Regions from separate parts of the Sus scrofa genome. Here region 1 is linked to region 2. A link is a contact called in public HiChIP or PLAC-seq data. All regions are on one chromosome and are shown on one strand. The core of a region is the stretch at or near the end of the contact, and the rest is flanking DNA. Distances in the headings are between cores, read along the strand shown.

Region 1 (6,646 bases), core at 2,272-4,771, 150 kb before region 2:
GGGAACTCTATATGCCGTGGGTTGGCCAAAAAAGCAAATAAGTAAAAAAGAGAGCGAGAAGGGCCTATAAGACCTGATGACAGATTGAATGGATAAGGAAGGTTGGAGACAGGGAGATAACACATTTGCCTCTCTGATCCTTGGCTTAGTAACAGCTGACAGGTCCACTGACTGAGATGGGGAACATAGTGAAGGGGCAGCAGATTGGAAAGGGAAGAGGATGAAGATTTTAGTGTCCAGTACATTGAGTTCAGGGTACCTAAATGTACCCTGAACTCAATGTGGGACTTCTGAGTGGAGAGCATAGTTGGCTACATGGATCTGCAACCAGGAGGGTGAGGATCTGAGCAAGGGACGGACTGGGGAGTCATTAGTATATAGACAGTACTAAAACCTTAGGATTAAATGAGGGAGCAGGTGTAAGTTAGTAAGAAAAGAGCAGGACTCAGGATCTGAGCCGCATCTTCCACCTATACTTCAGCTCATGGCAACGCCGGATCCTTAACCCACTGAGCAAGGCCAGGGATAGAACCTGAGTCCTCATGGATACTAGTCCGGTTCATTACAGCTGAGCCACAACAGGCACGCCAACCCTTCTCTTAAATATCTCTCAGATGATCCACTTGAATACTAGTTGCTCATTTAACGTCATCTTTGCTTGGAGGAATGAACGGCTCAAATGCTACTCCTCCAAACTGTATTGATTTCTTTTTTTGTAAGAAATTCTTTTTATTATCTATTTATTCATTTATTTGGCTGCACCCGTGGCATGTGAGGTTCCAGGCCCAGGGATTGAACCCAGGCCACAGCAGTGACAACACCAGAGCCTTAACCCACTGCACCACCTGGGAACTCCTGAAAATGATACTCAGTTCTGCTCCCCCTTGACCTGTTGCTCATGCAGTCCTCTCCTTTTCAGTGAACATCCCAGAGCCACGCGCTCATAAATCTTGACTATGTCTTAACATCTCCATGACTTCACCACAACCTCTTGCCTGGTTATTTCAGTAGGTACTAACTGGTTTCTCTGTTTCGGCCCTTGTGTTCTGGAGTCAATCTCAGCAGAGGAGCCAGAGCAATCTTTGAAAAATATGTCAGATGGTGTCACCCTTCTGCTCACTCATCCAATGCCTTCCCACTTCCCACTTATAAAAGGCAAAGTTTTATACTTGCCTCCGAGTTCCTACACAATCTGGCCACTGTATAAGTAATCTCTTATCCTCTTTCTCTCATTTCCGCTCCAGCCACATGGGCTTCCCGCTGTTCCTCATATACACCTGGTGGGCCTCTCATCTCTCACCCCCAGGCTCTTTGCATTTGCTCATTTCTTTGCCAGAACCAGTCTTCCCCTAGATGTCCCTACTGCAGTCTTCTTCCTGTCATTGAGATCTTTGGTTTGCAGGACACCTATGCAGTGAGGCCTTTCCTGACCTCTGTATTTTATTTTTTTATTTTTTGGTCAGGCCTGTGGCATGTGGAAGTTCCTGGGTCAGGGATCAAACCTGCATCACAGCAGCAACCTGGGTTGCTGCAGGGGACAACTTTGGATCCTTAACCTACTGAGACACCAAAGAACTCCAGGAGGGGTTTTCTGTAATACTGTATCTCCAGTGCCAACAATGGGAGCTAGCACATAGCAGGTGCACAATAAATGTTTGTGGAATCAATGAATGAATCCCATTCTCTCCGTTCCTACTGCTTCTACCCTAGTCTAGGCTTCTCCATCCAGCAGACGAGGGTGGGGGACGGTCCCACTGTGGAAGCTGGATGACTTAAACCATATACTCTAGGCAACCTGAATGCTATAGTTGCCAAGAAGAGTTTTGGGGTTTTTGCCCCTGTTGTTTTGTCTGCCTAGAGAGGTTTTCGAAGTACAACACCTGCCTTCTTTTGCCCAATTCATCCTGAAGCATCGGATTTTGTCTTGGATGTCATTTCTTTCAGGAAGCCTTTTTAAATCTCACAGACAGGGTTGGGCAACTTTTCTGTGTCCATACCCTAGCTTAGCCCTTTAATAAAGGGTTAATGCAGAGTTTCCAGTGTGGTGCAGTGGTTAACAAATCCAACTAGGAACCATGAGGTTGCAGGTTCGATCCCTGGCCTTGCTCAGTAAGTTAAGGATCTGGTGTTGCTGTGAGCTGTGGTGTAGGCCAGCGACTACAGCTTCTATTGACCCCTAGTCTGGGAACCTCCATATGCCATGAATGCGGCCCTAGAAAAGACAAAAAAAAAAAAAAAAAAGTTAATGCTAATTGAATAATTACTACGTGCCAGACATCTCATTATATGTGCGTATTATCACATATAATCCTTGCAAAAACTCTGTTAGTACCCTTTTTTTTTCTTTTTGGGGTCACACCCTCAGCATATGGAAGTTCCCAGGCTAGGGGTCAACAGCTACAGGCCTAGGCCACAGACCACAGCAATGCCTGACACATACTGAGTGAGGCCAGGGATCATCGAACTTAGATCCTCGTGGATACTAGTCGAGTTTGTTACCACTGAGCCACAATGGGAGCTCTGAGTACCCGTTTTTATTTTTATTTATTATTTATTTATTTACTTTTCTGTCTTTTGTCTTTTTAGGGCCGCGCCCGTGGCATATGGAGGTTCCCATGCTAGGGGTCAAATTGGAGCTGTAGCTACTGGCCTACACCACAGCCACAGCCACAGCCACTTGGGATCCAAGCTGCGTCTGTGACCTACACCACAGCTCATGGCAATACCAGATCCTTAACCCACTGAGCGAGGCCAGGGATCAAACCTGCAACCTCATGGTTCCTAGTCGGATTCACTTCCGCTGAGCTAGGACAGGAACTCCCTGAGTACCCATTTTTAGATGAAGAAACTGAGGCACAGTTAACCTGTCTAAAGCAAAACTGATAAGTGGGAGAGCTGGGAAAGCAGGTTACTGCCCTTCTCTTTTAAGGCTCTTCTTGCAATTGTTTCCTGGTCCGTCTCCCCCCATTGCAGTATGAGCTTCTAAGGCTGGGCCTGTGTCCAGTGTCCCAGCCTATGACCGAGTGTCTGCCACATGTTTGTTGAAAGGACGAGTGAACATATTTTCAAGTTCTCAGCATTCCCACAGTGTTATTATAGCGGCTCAACAATGCTCAGGTGCCCTCCCTCTGTCTTGTCAAGGTTGAGACCTGAGGCCCCACTCCCCTTCCTCTCAGCGCTCTCAGGACTGTACTGCGATGGGGTGTGGGTGGCAGTGGGTGAAATTGGAAAAACAAAGGAACAGCGTCGCTGTTTTTAGTTCTCTGGCTCCAAGGAGGCCACTGCTCTCTTCACAACCCCCACAAGGTCTCCCTGGCCCGTTCCTCAGCGAGCTAAACTCACACAAACCTCGGACCCCCACCAGGAGGCTTCTGGCCCTGCCCCCATCCTGCCCTTAGCTCTCTCCCGAAGACTTCCTGCCGTGGGGTGGAGGAGGGGCCGGCTGGTCCCACCAAACCCCGTGGAAGGGGCCGCCCCTCCCAGACCACATCCTGCCCTGCCCTGCAGTCTAGGGACACTTCTCTCCCTTCTCCTGCCCAGCTACTCACTCCCCACCTCGGAGCCAGGCAGGCCGGGTTGAGTCACTCTCTTCCAGCATGCATTTTCCTCTTGGTCAGGCCAGTTTGGCAAATCTCTCAGGCTCCCCAGCCCCTTGGAGGCTCCTCTTGGAGCCTGAGGTCTCCGGTCTCGCTCCCTAGGGTCCCTGATTGCTCCCCGCCCCCCATAGGGCAGGGCGGATGGTGAACACTGTACAGGCTTTGGGAAGGAGACAACCAAGGCCACGTGGCCTTCTCCCCTCCCTAAATGCACTCTCTAGGCCCTGGAGCCCTTCTCTTTCCAGAAACAACCCCAGGCGATTCCAGTCTCCCAGAACCACCTCAGCACAGAATCTCCCTATCTTGCATTCTCTGGGGCAAGAACTTCACCCTGACCCTGGGTCCTTCCAGGCTAGTCAGATGAGGAGGATTAGATAAGCACCCCGCCTCCAATCTCCTAGGAGAAAGGGGGAAGGGGTGTGGCTTGGGCCACCCTGTGTAGTCAGCCTGGCTCCACACCCTCCCAGCTCCCCTGCTCTGACTGCCAGGACTGAGGGCCCCAGACAGGACCTGCGCCACTGCTCACGGGGCCCAGCCACAGTTCAGTAGGAGGTCACAGAGGAAGGAGGAGTTCTGACCACCCCCAGATACAGCTGCTTCTCACAGAGGACAGGGAGGGGACACCCTTCCCAGGAGCTGACTTCTGCTCATACCCTCTGTGATGCCCCCAGGGCCTCTGCAGAACTCCCTGGGTGCTACAGCTCCATCCCGAGGACCTGGAAGAAAGGGCCCTGTCCTCCCTGGGACAGACAAACAGGCCTAGAAGGAAGGGAAAGAATACGTGTGGGCCCAGAGGAGTCCTGCAGGTTCCAGGACCCAGTCTGGGTGCAGCCCCCCTCCTGCCTGCCTCCAAAGCCCCAGGCTATTGCCTCCTTCCCTTCCAGCAGTAGGCTCCGTTTTGCCACACCAGGCCCTGGAGAGACAGGAGTTGGGTGATCCACCTGCCTCCTCACCCAGACCAGGCCCAGAGAAGTTGATAGGAAGGGCAGGCTGGCCTGTGTCCCCCAGTGTGCTGGTCCTGAGGCTGCCCCTCCATCTACCCCCCAGCCGTGGAGTAGAAGGCTGATTACAGGTCTGGTGAGGGGAGTTCTGTCTCTGGCTCTAGCTGAAAGGGGCATAAGAACTACAAACTGGACAGGAGAAGGCCCACCTTCCCAAGGGAAAAGGACTTGTGTGGCGAGAGGAGGGTAGGAGAGTAATGAAGCAGAAGAGAGGGCCTTTACCCACCCACTCATCCCCCCAGACCACGTTCCACCTCTGACCTCCTTGACCTTAGAGGAATCCAAGACCAGCGAAAGAGAGCCTGTCCCTGCAAAGTCATTTCTGCATGACTAGAGAGTCACCGGCTGCGTGATCCTGCTTCCTTGGCAACCCCTCCACTCCCAACACCAGTCTTCGAGGTCTTTCCACCTCCTGGCTTCTTCTAAGTGGCTGAGTCCTACCCACCCCCTCTGCCAGGGCCCCAGGCTTTCGGCTCCCCTACTCCAGGCAGCCCCAAAGGAGCACAAGACCCAGGCACTTCTGCAAATATGTTTAATGCACTTAGATTACACAGAGGAAGAGGGGACAAGAAAGAAACGACATCTAAGTGAGTCACCCAAAAATTCTTACAAAAGTCCCAGGCTGGCTGCAGCCCCCAGGAACCGAGTCACCATTGACATTAGAAACTAATATAAAATTTTACAAAAGTCTGCTCATTGCAGCATTCAGGTACTTGTACAAAAGGAGGGCTCTTTCTACAGGGCTCCTGACTTATAACAGGGACCCAAGGACCTCACCTGGCAGAGGACCCGGAAGCCAGAGAGGAAAGACAGCCAGATAAAAAAATAGTCCAGGGAATTCTCTCCCGGTCTGCCCCACAGGGGCACTGACCTTCAGGTTTTTCCCTGCTCTCCACTCAGTCTTAAAACCCAATCCCCAGACCCTGTGTTTACTTTTAAAAACGTGCAAGCCCTTTAGACTCTCCCCCCAGGCTTCCCAATCCCTGCCATGAAGCCTCGCCTTTGGAAGAGGAAGAGAAGCGCACAAGAGGCACCAGCTCCCCAGCCAGACCTGAGACCTGCGTGAGCCTCCCCACCCCCACACAGTGGCCGCGGGGTCTGTGGTCCTTCTGCAGCCCCCACTGGACCCGAGGAGCTACGGGTGTCTGCCTTGTGTAGCAGGCAGACGGCATGGGGAGCCCCTTCCTCTGAGAAGCTTGGGCCACAAGGGATGTGGAGGGAGGGGGTAGGACGGAGCAGGTCTCAAGGAAGCCTGAGGAAGAGGCAGATTTAGGCAGGGAGGCTTCTTACCTCCTCAACTCACTCTGAGGTCAGGGCTCCCAAAAAGTTACAGGGAGGGAAAGAAGGGGTTCATTCAGTGTGCACCTTCCATGTGCCAGGTGCCGTGCTGGGCCTGCCCCACGGTCAGCCTTCCTTCACCCCGGGGAGGGTCCCTTGCTGAGGGGGCTCCCTTGCCAAGAAACCTCTGGAAGTCACCACTGCCCAAGAAAGAGGAGTGCTGGGCAGAGATGGCTGAGGCTCGCCTCTCCCGCAGAGCCAGCACAATGTAGGAAAAGGAGTGAAGGCTGGTTCCAGCTGGTCCTTGGTGGCTCCCAGCACTGGGGTGGGGGTGGGGGGGGCAGGAAGAGGCCACAGGCTCATTGTCCCAGGGCTCACCTGCTTCCCTACTGCCTCCATACTGATGTCAAAGCTTAGCTAGAAGATACCCTTCTCCCCCTGGGCCAAACCAGGCAGGTAGAGGCAGGGCCCCAGAAAGAAAGAGCCTGTGGGTAAGCAGGTCAGGATGGCAAGGAAAGGAGGCAAGCCACTGGCACTTCTCAGCCATGAAGCGTCTGAAGACAAGAGCTTTGTAGGCAGGGATGCGGTGGTGGGTGAAGGCCAGGAAATGTCCTTCTGGAAAAGTCCTCGGAGCAGAAGGCACAGCTGCTGCCAACATCAGGTCCAGAGGGGCTTCTACCTTCGCTGTGTGTAGGTGGGGGCGTGTCTCCCAAATGCCAAGCTGATTTGCCTTGAAGCTCTTAGTCTGATGGAGTTAACCAGGTAGCCCTG
Region 2 (7,047 bases), core at 447-2,946:
GCCCGGGGATCCCAGGGATCCCGGGGCCCAGAAAGGACGATGAACTACCCACGATGGTGACGGCCTGAGACCTGGGGTTGACCACTAACTGGCCCCTGACAGGGAAGAGTGGCTGCCAGAGGGCCCCACTCCGTCAGCTGGGCCTTTGTCTGGCTGTGTAGGGCTGTGTTGACTACCATGGGGAGACAGAGGGAGGTAAGCCCAACCCCTGGGAGACCTTGCTGCTGCCCATCCTAGGCTGGGCCAGTCCCACCCCCACCCCACCCAGGGTGCCCTGCAGCCCGAGGCAGCTGCTGCCTCCCCTTGCTCATCATTCTGCTCTCAATGCCTCTGGATCATGGATGGAGGCCTGGGGCCAGGGTTGAGTTCTGTCTGGTTTTGTTGCAGTTTGGGTTTAGAAGGCTGGAGAAGCACTCCAGCAGTTATTACTGAGACTTTGGGGTCAGAAGGGGGCAGGATGCCCTCAACTTCACCTGGGGACCAGGACCACACTGGGCATTTGAGGTGGGCAGGAGTAGTGCTGCTTCTGCTGGTGGCAAAGTTGTTGCTCCAACTCCAAGCCCACTTCCAGTGGGTCTCGGGAGAGTTTCAGGAGCCTGTTGGCCCCAGGCCCTGTCACTTGCTTTCCATCCATCCTTGGGCAGTGCCATCTTCAGTTTTATTTATTGAAGTGTTTGTTCAGTACAGGGCCTGGGGAGAGGGGGCTCATTGCCTCCCACCCACCAGGCACCCTGTTCACACTAATGTTTACAGCACCTAAGCTTAGCACAGTGTCCAGGGCCCCGCCACTCCCTGCTCACGGTGAACTGACAGTATCCATAGGCCTCAGGACCACATGGGGTCAGAGACTACACTCAAAGTCACTCCAGCCTCTTTCTTTCTCCCTCTTCCACTTGCTCACTGCCCTGGAATCAACAGACTGGTTGCTGGTTGGATTTTCTGAAGCAAGAGCTAGAATCACCCTTTAGCAGAGGCTCCGACCCAAGGAAAGGTGTTGGGGATCCAGCCTCCTTAGGAATGGAGAAAGAGCTGCAATTAACCAAGTGGCCTTTTCCCACTCTAGCTGACCCGGTGGGGGGGGACTAGGTTGCAGAGGTGAGCAGGCTCCCCCCCAAGGCCGATTTATGCCATTCTTGTCTTTGGACTTGCTTGCTTAGGGAGGGAGGGGTCAGACCAGAGGGCCAGGAGCTGATGGGATCAGGCTCACCTCCTCTGGTCCAGTAGGACCAGGTGCCTTCACTGGACTAGGCTGGCCTGGCAGTGGTCCCAAGGCCCTTCAGCTCGGCTGGTACAAAGCTGAGGCCAGCAGATCTTCCCCGGCACCCTCACCTGTGACACTAAGACCTGCCCTGATCCCAGATTCCAGGCAGTATTCTCCCCCATGCCGTCCAACGACCAAAGGCCCTGCCAGGTGTGGGCCGCAGCAGCAGGTGTGTGTGAAAGCGATGTGGCGACCCGCGGACTGCAGTGTGCTTAACCAGCTCACCTCCCTCCTCTTAGCCCAAGCCTGTCCCTCGCACAGCCTCGCACAAACCACGTTGCCTGGTGGGGCCCAGTGTACTTAAATAAAGTTGTTCCAATAGACACATCAGCTGTGCCTCTGTCTGTAGGCCGTGCGTGCAGTGTGGACTGCAAGAGCTGAGGGCCCTGAATCGGAGGTGAGGACTGGGCCTAGTCTGTCCTCTAGAGGGCACTGTTGCACCAGCCAGACTGGGCCAGACCTTAGCCCAAGTCCCAGCCTGTCAGGTGGATGCAGAGAAGATGGTGTTCACAAGGAAGCCCAGAGGCCAGGTCGGGAATGGAGGGTCCCAACCCTGTGTACAAGCCCAAGCCCATGGATGAGACTCCAGCCCAAATGAGGGCACCAGCTCTTGACAGCTCTGAAGTCAGGAGCTTATTAAAATGCAGTTTCTGGGGGAGTTCCCATCATGGATCATCGGAAACGAATCTGACTAGCACCTGTGAGGACGCAGGTTTGATCCCTGGCCTTGCTCAGTGGGTTCAGGATCCAGCTTTGCCGTTAGCTGTGGTGTAGCAGACGTGGCTAAGATCTGGCATTGCTGTGGTGTAAGCCAGCCGCTACAGCTCCAGTTTGAGCCCTAGCCTGGGAACCTCCGGATGCTGCAGGTGTGGCCCTAAAATGACAAAAAAAAAAAAAAAAATGCAATTCCTGGGGCCCACACTCAAACTGATTAATCAGTTCTCCATTTTAAACCTCTATACTTGGGGGGTTGGGGGTGGTAAATTGCCAGGCACTTGACAAATGTTAACCCCACCAAGTGGAGGTATGTTCGTTATCCACTCCACAGATGATGCAATAGAGCCACCATAGAGGGATTATCTAATTTCCCAAAGCTCTGCCCTTGTTAGCTAGAATTTGAACCCAAGCAATATAGCCCTAGAGCCTACATTCTTAGCTGCTAAGCAGACCCTCCCAAATAACCACTGGCCTAGAGCAATGCTTCCTCATCAAGGACAATTTTGCAACTCTAGACACATGTGGTAATATCTGGAGGTGTCTGGGCATCGTAACTGAGCAGAGAGCCTACTGGCATTAAGTAGGCACAGCCCAGGAATGCCGCTAAATATCCACAACAAAGAACCACCCACCCCCCCAAAAAAAAGCTACCCAGCCCCAAATGTCTATAGTGCTGAGGGTGAGAAACCCTGGCCTAGAGCAGAAGTTCTCTCAGACCCAGCTGCACAGAAGAATGACCACAGAGCTTTCCAAAACCCGAGTGCCTGGGCAGTACCCAGACTATGAAATCAGAATCTTGGGGAAAAGAACTCAATACAGCATTTTAGGAAGCTGGCCAGTGACCTCTGGCCTAGAACCAGCCACTCTTCCTGGCCTACCCCATGCAAGGGAAACCACTGGGGTCTCGACCACAGGCCTGAAGGTTGTTTTGCTCCCAAGGGCCCACACAGCTCTGGAGGGGTCTGCCAGCTCTCTCTCCTACTTCAGTGAATCTGAGGTGGGTGGCTCTCTGCTGGTCTTCGAAAATGCTCTCAGGCCGCTGTTCCTATTAAGGAATCCTGTTCCCCAGCCCACCGCTCCCACACACAGCACGGACCTCAGGAATGGAAGAGACATGACTGAGTTTAATCAGTCTGTGATGAAATGAACCTCATTTAGAGGCTGGGTGGGGATGGGGGGGCCCTGCGGCAGCTGGGGCCATGCTACTCCAGGCATAGCTGAAGCAGAGAATTCTGAGAGAAACCACTGGAAGGGGCTGGTGGCACTTAGAGTCAGCTTCCCCTGACTGGGAGAAATTGGTTCCCAAGCTCACACAGCTCCAGCCCCAGCCCATAGGGGGACAGGCCTCCCTTCCCCGCAGTGACCCCATGTGGCCACAGGGCGGCCCCATCCCTTCTTGGCCCTCTTCTTCCCCTCCTCCTCCTCCGGAGGAAGCAGGTCCCTGAGCACAAATGGCCCAGCCCTTGCCCAAGCTGGGCCAGACAGCTGGGCAGGAACTTAGACCTCAGTGACGCTCCTGGCTCAGTCCCAGGAGCTCCCACTCTGCCATCTGTCCTCCAGGCTGTACCGCAGGAAAGCGGAGGAGCAGGACACTGGGCTGGCTGCCCAGGGCTGCAGGTAGTGTCCTCAGTAGGGTGGCCTTGCCGCATCCATCACACTGTCTTAACATCCAGAGTCTGGGCCCGTGCCAGGTTCTGGCGCTGGGCTTTGACCATGTGCAGGCGTCTCCCGTGCAGCGTGAACTGGGACCAGGTGAACAGCTGCAGCAGAGCACAGGTGATGGGCACCAGCACCAGCAGGTAGAAGCAGCCCTGGCGGAGCGCGGGGGCCTGTGCCGGGGGTGGGGCCGGGGGCTCTGGCCAGGGCTGGGCACTCCCCACAGGGGTGAGTGGAGGCTGCTGGAAGAGATCGTGACCTAGGACAAGAGAGCCCGTAGAAAGAACAGGTCAGCCCCAATGTCCTCCGAAGTCCACAGTGCCACATCTCAAACGTCGCACATGCATGTCCAAACCACAACTCCTTTTTTTTTTTTCGGTCCTTTTAGGGCCACACCTGTGGCAATATGGAGGTTCCCATGCTAGGGGTCTAATCAGAGCTGTAGCTGCTGGCCTACGCCAGACCCACAGCAACGAGGGATCCGAGCCGTGTTTCCGACCTGCCTCACAGCTCACAGCAATGCCGGATCCTTAACCCACTGAGCAAGGCCAGGGATCGAAACCGCAACCTCATGGTTCCTAGTCAGATTCATTAACCATTGAGCCATGACGGGAACTCCTTCTTTTCTTTTCTTTTTTTTTCTTTTTTTTTTTTTTTTTTGCAAACCACAACTCTTGATTCCTCCCCCGAACTTGTTCTTGTTCTCCCCATTCCTCCCTTTTTTGGGGAATGGCGCCACCATCCCCTCCATGTCTTCCTAGATTCCTCAGTTAATTTCACCACTCCCCAAGAGCCAATCCATCACCTCTCACAACTCCCAAACACAGCCCAAACCCAACACTGCTTTTCAGCCCCCTGTACCACTTGCTCCAAGCCTCTGTTGCCTCTGCCACAGCCTCTGTACAGTCCATTCTCCGCACAGCAGCCCGAGCAGACTTTACAACATGTAAATCAGAATGTGCCACTGCCCCTACTTAAAACCCTCCCAATGGCCTCTCTGCAGTGAGAATAAAATCCAAAGCCTGCCCAGACCAGCAGAGCCCTCTTCACTCTTCCAGCCTCATCTCAGAATGGCTCCTGATAACTGGGGCCCCTGTGCCTGCTGTTCCCTCTGTCTGGGATTTGCCAAGATCTTTCTAGACCATTCAGTTCATATCCTGGGTGTCCCCTCCTCCTTGAAGAGAACTTCCTGGGCTGCACTAAGTAGCTTCCAGTCGCATGTCTAGTTTTACCAATGCACTTGTCACTACCTGCTATTTTCTCATGTGGCTGTTTATCACTGACTCCACCCCCCTTCCCCTGATAGAAGCTTCAGGATGGCAAAGACCTTGTCTGTATTATTTTGTTATCTACCTCCCTAGAAGGCACCTATCAGCCCCTGACAGCAAAGTGTATTTGTTGAAGGAATGCATGAATCCTTGAAAGACTGTGGGGGGAGGCAAAGGAAGGGGGGCAGCCAGGGGTGGCCCAGGCCCAGCCTCTGTTGACCACTGTCATCCTCTCGCCCTCACTGGACCCAGATCCCAGGCTCATCAGCTGGAGCACCAGGTAAGCCGTGCCCCTGGAGCCTCGAGAGCCCCATGCCAGCCCCCCGGCCCTCACCTGTGTAGAAGCACAGCAGCCAGGTACCCAGCAGTGGGGCGAAGGTCTGGCCTGGCTTGGTCACCAGAGCCACCATGCCAAAGAGAAGCGCTGAGGCCGCCTGCTTACGGTGGTTTAACACCAGGTCCTCATCCACCAGGTCAGTGACCACCAAAGTCAACAGCTTACAGGTGCCCTCAGTGAAGACACGGTTGCTGCCAGCAGAGAGAGAGAGAGAGAGTGGGCAAGAATAAAGGGGTGGGACAGAGGTGGCGGGGCGAGGGAGGGCAGGGCATACCTGGCAATGAAGAGGCACAGCAGACCAGGATGGTCGGGGCCAGCCAGCAGCATGAGCAGGCTCAGACCCAGCTTAAGCAGGAAGAGCCCGCGCACCACAGCGTAGACACCCCAGCGCCGACACAGGGGCAGGAAGTAGAGGTTGTTGAGATGGGGAGCGACATAGGAGATGCCTGGGAAAAGGGGTGCAGCCTTGTCAGCCTCCACAATGGCCCACATTCTTTTTTGGCTGCACCTGTAGCATGTGGAAGTTCCCAGGCCAGGGATCAAACCCGTGCCACAGCAGTGACCTGAGCCACAGCGGCGACAACACTAGATCCTTAACCTACTAGGCCATCAGGGAACTCCCACAATTGCCCACATTTTAACCATCAGCATCAGAGTTTGCACAAATTGTGCACTAACAAGATCCGAGGCTCTGTGCTAAGAGCTTCACATCCTTTTATTAAGTTCTTGCAAACTTTTTAAAGTAAGTACTGTCCTTATTCCTACACTTTACAGATGAGAAATGGAGGCCCGAAGAGATTAAATAAAACACACCTGAGCCCACACAGTGAATAAGTACAGTCAAGACGCATACTCAGCCCTGCCAGGACTAGAGTCCTTGCTGTGAACCAGCCACTGTGCAGCTTCACTTCTAGGTGGCACCAGCCCCAAGAGGCCCAGCGTCAGGGCAACCCTGCCCCCTCGAACCCACAGAGGCTCCATCCTTTCTTCTGGAAAACAGGGCTGGAGGCTGGAAGTGCAACCCCAGCATAGATTCTTGCCACCTGGAGAGGTGGCTGTGTCTGCAGTGGGGCTAGGGGTTCTGGGGTGCAAGCCTCTGTCCTTCCAGCCTGCCCAAGGCACCCACTCACCCAATAGGAAGGAGCCCGTGGAGAGGGAAATATGGTCTGACAGTAGATGCTCCAGGAAGAGGGGGAAGAAGTTGCTGTTGAAGTGGCAGTGAAAGACCTGCAACCAAACCAATGGGGGCAGTGAGGAGGCTGGAGAGGCAGGAGCCGGGGACAGGGTGAAGCCCAGCGGGGGGGTGGGGGGGCCGGCAGCAGGAGCAAGAGCCTCCTTTAAGCTATGTCTCTCAATGTGGAACATGCCAGAACAAAACCTAAAACCAGCTCCTACACTTGTCTAATTTTGCTGTAAGTTGGAATGATAAAATTGTCATTAGAACAATTAAACGCTTTGTCTAGAATTCCCTGGTGGCATAGCAGGTTAAGGATCTGGTGTTGTCACTGATGTGCCAAGCTGATCCTTGGTCAAGAACTTCTGCATGCCACGGGTGTGGCCAAAATAAATAAACAAACCCAGGGTAGTTGAAAGGGCCTTGTTAGGTGTAACAAGATATTTCTTACACCTTTAAAAAAAAAAAAAGAGGGAGTTCCGTTGTGGCTCAGCGCTAATGAACCCAACTAGTATCCACGGGGTCACAGGTTCGATCACTGGCCTTGCTCAATGGGTTAAGAATCTGGCATTGCCATGAGCTGTGGTGTAGGTCACAGATGTGGCTTGGATCCCACATTGCTGTGGTGTAGGCC

Evidence for each region. HiChIP or PLAC-seq counts read pairs in DNA pulled down with a chosen protein or histone mark.
Region 1: an H3K27ac HiChIP or PLAC-seq map of alveolar macrophages shows a contact between it and region 2. The contact joins two enhancer-like sites. A contact is called at or near these places in 1 of 5 promoter capture datasets (liver), 2 of 47 Hi-C or Micro-C datasets (embryonic fibroblasts and heart right ventricle) and 1 of 2 datasets of contacts at active chromatin or transcription factors (alveolar macrophages).

The regions. Positions count from the first base shown.
Region 1 is chr14:113,626,531-113,633,176 of Sscrofa11.1, reverse strand. SUFU (suppressor of fused homolog) reads right to left here. Exons shown (of 14, transcript XM_021072750.1): 14 at 5,113-6,646. Among named protein-coding and RNA genes, the nearest start is that of TRIM8, 7.6 kb to the left of the region's middle. Within about 2 kb of position 3,521, at least 60 of the 83 cell types and tissues checked have an H3K27ac peak or open chromatin away from gene starts, as enhancers often do. A contact at or near this core is called in alveolar macrophages, where this site is marked.
Region 2 is chr14:113,474,735-113,481,781 of Sscrofa11.1, reverse strand. It overlaps ACTR1A (alpha-centractin), which reads left to right. Exons shown (of 11, transcript XM_001928877.5): 11 at 1-1,586. It overlaps MFSD13A (transmembrane protein 180), which reads right to left. Exons shown (of 9, transcript XM_013983694.2): 6 at 6,370-6,466; 7 at 5,514-5,685; 8 at 5,237-5,430; 9 at 3,083-3,893. The coding sequence ends at 3,631. Among named protein-coding and RNA genes, the nearest start is that of ACTR1A, 21 kb to the left of the region's middle. Within about 2 kb of position 1,696, at least 9 of the 83 cell types and tissues checked have an H3K27ac peak or open chromatin away from gene starts, as enhancers often do. A contact at or near this core is called in alveolar macrophages, where this site is marked.